2 separate regions of the Mus musculus genome follow, and region 2 is linked to region 1. A link is a contact called in public Hi-C data. All regions are on one chromosome and are shown on one strand. Each heading gives the region's core, a stretch centred on a gene start, on an enhancer-like site or on the middle of the called end of the contact. The rest is flanking DNA. Distances are from core to core; before and after follow the strand shown.

Region 1 (2,519 bases), core at 15-2,514:
ATATACTGATGTTTTATCTATTTATGCAATATATACCAGTCATGTATCATCACGTAGAATTTCTGAAATTTGCTTTTTATATGAACATAAAAGAAGACAGATCAGAAATATTAACTTTTTTCAAAAATATTATGTTGGGAGCTGTATGCGGAATAAGGCACAGCCTCTTGACCTTTCTCCTTCATGCTTATGCAACTGACAACATCTGGAAAACTGGTTTTGTCATGGCTCATCTGTGGCTCAGTTTTTTTTTCCTTCTCAAACCTTTTTTATCTCTAGAGTCTACTTGACACAGAAAATTTACACTTCAGATCTGGCTTCAGGCATAGTTCGTTTCAGTCCCTTACTTGTCCCTCCCCATCCCTCAGTCTACATGAACCTTGAACCCAGAACCAACCTGTTATTCTGTACATTCCAACTCACTTAATTCTTTACTATAATCTTTCCATGGGTTTAGGAGTCACTTATTAGAAAGAGGTGTGGGGATTCTCTATTGTTATTTTCCTTTGGGGTTTATTTTTTCACATATACCATGGGAATAAAGATATTAGTGCGTAATAAGAGCTAAGGAAGTGTTAGCTGAATAAGTAAATTAATGAAACAGAATAAATATAGGAGAAAGGTTTTATTTTCAGCACAAGAGAGGGAAAACTGATTCTTCCAAAGAAACCTGGGATATCTGGAGACCCATAGCATTCCCCCTCTCTCCTAGGAACACAGGGGAGTCCCTCACCTTACTGTCCTTATTCTTCCGGCATCTTACTCCTGAAAGTGGCACATGAGCCTTGGACTCACCTACCAATCATCTTGCTGGAGATCCTGTGCTCTACTGTGGGAGAGCACATGAACTGAAGAGCAGTCTCCAGATGTTAGCAGTTTCTGCTCTTTTTTTTCCCTTCCTTTTCAACAACAACAATAATAATTAAAGAAAACACAGGCCTTGTCCCCCATCTGCACCCCTGAAATTAGAAACAGGTGGGCCCAAATGCACTAGTATAGCCCAGTCACTTACCCTTCGCAAGGCCTGCCTTGTACTGAGTCACCCAGCCATACCAGCTGCTTTATGAACTGGGACAGGGGCTCCAGTAAGAGATCACGGTCATGCCACAAGACGCTCCAGAGCTGGGCTTTCCCTCTCCCCACCTCCCACCCTGCGGAAGCCTTGGCCTCTAGCTTAAATGGATGTATTTTGGAGAACTAGGTGGTTTAAGAGATTAGTAATGAGATCCTGAGTCTTTCAGTACTGGGTCAGGAGTTCAGAGGCAGGCCTGGGTGACTGGTGAATGGCATAATTAGGAGCCAGGGGCAGCCTGTGAGGGCCTCTGTGAAATGAGCCTGGACTGGCTTTTCATGGCTGCAGTTGTCAGCTGCACAAAAGCCCACCACCACATCCGACACTAATCACTCTCCCTTGTTAGAGGATTTACTAGCTGGAGAATCCTGAGCCCCTACCTAGCGTTCTAAAAGCCGATGTCCAAAATAGTTTTAGGCTATTGCCTGGTTCTTCTTTTGTAGAGTGGGACGTGCACATCCACCCTGTGATATGGATCCATGAGAACTAACATTTCATGTGCCTTTAGTTGTGAACTGGAATTGTGTTGATTATTGCTGTCATTGCCGTTGTGATTGCTTACTCTCCCTAGCTGGAAAACCAGACCACAAATCTACCCTGCTCAAGGGAAGAATGGAAGAGAGAAGAGTGATGTGATAACCTTGTCATTCCGTTATTGTCACCAGCTTTTTTGATCAGCATCATTTACACTGTGTGAAACTTGATTTCCTCCCCTGTAGAATGGACCTGGAATAGAAAATTGTCTTAGTCTAACAGAAATCATATCCAGACTTTTACCACCTGCTCCTGACAGGCATGGTCCTGGCATGCTTTTTTTTCCCCCCACTTCCGAGTCCCAAGGCACCAAAGAAGATATGTTGTTGGCAGAGTCCCCAGGAACATGAACACTAAACTTGACACACAGAAGCTGGCCAGTAAATGTTATGAAAGAAGCTCTGGTGTGTTCCCATGCGGTCTTAGATTCCAATAGCAGCGTTTGCCTTAGAAGAGTGAGATGCCCATTTCTGTCCATCAGAAATCTGAAGCTTATATATAAGAAAGGAGTGAGTGAATGAACAGATACGGCCCAATGTAACCATAATAATGGTTCAGAGATATAGCTCATCTATGAGATTTAGTTAACCCACCAGTAAACCTTGTTAGCAAGGAGCAGAGAAAGTTATCTTAAAGAAATTCTTTGGGAAAGCCCACCTTTTCCTTGTGGCCATTTGATCGATCAGGGGCTTGCACCACACATCACAAACAGTTCACTTCTTGTGGAGAAGTAGGCCTTGCTGGCATTGGATCTCTCAGGAGTGTGAAATGCATAACATTTCCCTGGGGACAATGAGGTGCTAATCAGTCCCAAACAGAGACCCAAGGCTGGAGAACTTCCAAAGCCAAGTTCTCATTGAGAATTGTCTCCTAGGCAGAGGCCTCTAGATCTGCTGTTAGTTCCAGAACTTTA
Region 2 (2,519 bases), core at 9-2,508, 200 kb after region 1:
TGTGTGGTGCATTCTCTCTGGAGGCCTGCTGGCAGCATCTGTGGGAGGCATGCACTCCTGACTCACACACCTCCCCTCAGCTCCCCCACCCCCTTGCACGCTGCCCACCTGTCTCTGGTCTTGCTTCTGGCAGCCCCACTTTGTCTCCAAGAAGAGCAGCAAACCTGCGTCCTTAGGTGCTCTCCTCTGAGCTCCCCAACTCCAGGATGCAGCCAACAAAAGCCAAAGAACTCTTGTTTGTTTTCTAAGCCAGAGCCAGCAGTGATTCCCGGAAGGCCCTGCCTGGCTTAATGGGGCTGTGTTTGGGGCTCTCCTCTAACGCCAGGCCCTGGCAGAGGCAGGAGGCTGCTCTCCTGAGGCCCTGGCATTTGCTTAAGGTGATTCAGATGTGGGGCCAAGGGGACAGAGATGGCAAGAGGATTGGTTCTAGTTCTGTCCACACTGACTCATTCTGGATATGACCCTTTACCTCTTTTGGGCCGCAGTGTCCTTGTCTCTTTGCCCTTAACAAAAGGCAGCTGTTTGTAAAGGGATGCTTCTTTACCTTAATATATAGGATAATCAGCTGAGGGAGCTTTAAAAAAATATCCTACAGCCTGGGACACTCTCCGGAAAGTTCTCATCAAATTGGTCTGGTATGGGGAGGCAGGGTATTCAGACATTATAACAACTTTAGAGGAGTTTTAGTAAGCAGCTAAACGCTGAGATCCCTATGAACGATCCCATTTAAAAATCCATTTTTAAAAGTACAGTTGGAATAGACAATGCTGGGAGAAATGCTGATGGGCCCTTGTCTTTGTAACACCTTTGAATCACACTATTTTCCTGGGGAATTGGAGGAATTAAGGCACAAAGGAAATGAGTTTGAAAGGACCTAGACACCCCCTGATGTTCTAAGTAGGTCTCCTGAATCACACTGCCAATAAGAAAACATGGAAAAGAAAAGGTTTCAAAGGAATAACAGAATGATGTAGGGAAAAAAGGAAAAGTAGAGTAAAAGAAACCAAACGACACCAAGCAGAAGAAAGCAAAAGAAAATGGGAAATAAGGGGAGGGAGGGTAAGGGTACAGGAGGAAGGGGGGATGGAACCCACAGCAGGGGCATGAATAGCTCAGATCATTCCCAGCGAGACAAGGCAGCATTGAACCACACTTGGCTGTACAGGCAGTTTTCAGATAGTGAAAGCAAGGGAGAACTTCCATCCCAACTGGGGCCCCAAGCTTAGAGCTGGAGCCCGTGCCTGCGCCTGCGCTTGTGTGGGGGCAGTCTGACTCACAGCTGCTGCCTCGCCCTGTGTCCAGCTTCTTGCTCAATCCAGGCAGCAGGAGGGAGAGATGCCCTTTTTCAAGATGACTCCTGCAGCGAGGGCCCTGTGACCTTTCCAAAGTTGTGTGGCTAGGAGTAGAAACAAGATCAGGAGACCCCATAATCCTGCCCTGGCAAACAACTGAACAGTTCATAAAGAGGCCGGTGCTTGTCTGCCTTCAGGCCTTTGTTTTAATCCCATCTCTACTGTAGTCTCCTCCCTGGGACACCTTACCTAACATGGCATTCAAATCTTGCTGTAGTATCTCTGTGGTAATTATTTACATTAGTTTTTACACGTCCTGTAATGTCATGTGCTTGTGCTATCTGAATAGAGACTCCCTAACTCCCACCTTTGCTTATCATGTGGCTAATTACCCTACACAACTGGACCTATAGACATCATTCACACACACACACACACACACACACACACACACACACACACACACACACGGGGGTCGGGGGGAAGAAGAGAGGCAGGGACAGACAGACACAGGCAGAGACACACACATAAACAGAGAAAGAGACAGAGACAAAGACAGAGAGAGACAAAGACAGAGACAGAGACAGAGAGACAGAGACAGACAGAGACAGAGAGAATGAGAGAGAATAAACCAGTTAGGGCTAGTCCCAAAAAATCCTGATTGAGTAACTTTGGAGTCAGCACAGTCATCTCCATTATTAACATGCTCCCCATGATGATGCAGATATAAATGGACCACACACTGCAAAACACTTTGGTACTTTAACCTAAATCGGCTTTCTTTCACTCCAACCTCATGTATTCCCCCCCCCCATTCATGTTTTACTGAAAACACAGGATAAATTGATCCCCTCTTCTTTGCTCTACCATCACCAATAATTTCTACTTAATATTTCATGTGGTCTCTGATTAGAAGGATCAACTTTGTCTTCCATAAAACCAACCCTTGTCTATGAGCTCCATCTCTTTGAAGTCCTCCCTGCTCTTGACTCTTCTGGGATTTAGTTCTTATAGCGTGCTATGCTATCTCTTTGCCTCTGGAATTGCTTCCTCTTATTCTCTTGTCAATTTGGGGCAATGTCCATGAATCCATGTTTCACCCTTTGTCCATTCTCCTGCAGCAGCATCTACATGAGGATACTCTTAACAACAAAGTTCTAAGGATTCTGCTCCTCACTAACTGCCCATCCCCACCACGGCCCTTCTACTTTAGTTCTCACTTCTCCC

Evidence for each region. Hi-C and Micro-C count contacts between places; a contact is called where the count stands out from the background.
Region 2: a Hi-C map of uterus shows a contact between it and region 1. The contact joins two enhancer-like sites. A contact is called at or near these places in 3 of 484 Hi-C or Micro-C datasets (embryonic stem cells and uterus).

What each region holds. Positions count from the first base shown.
Region 1 is chr4:65,277,502-65,280,020 of GRCm38.p6, forward strand. All of the region lies in intron 10 of Pappa (pregnancy-associated plasma protein A), which reads left to right. Among named protein-coding and RNA genes, the nearest start is that of Pappa, 150 kb to the left of the region's middle. Within about 2 kb of position 1,265, at least 32 of the 459 cell types and tissues checked have an H3K27ac peak or open chromatin away from gene starts, as enhancers often do. A contact at or near this core is called in uterus, where this site is marked.
Region 2 is chr4:65,476,088-65,478,606 of GRCm38.p6, forward strand. All of the region lies in intron 19 of Astn2 (astrotactin 2), which reads right to left. Among named protein-coding and RNA genes, the nearest start is that of Trim32, 130 kb to the right of the region's middle. Within about 2 kb of position 1,259, at least 96 of the 459 cell types and tissues checked have an H3K27ac peak or open chromatin away from gene starts, as enhancers often do. A contact at or near this core is called in uterus, where this site is marked.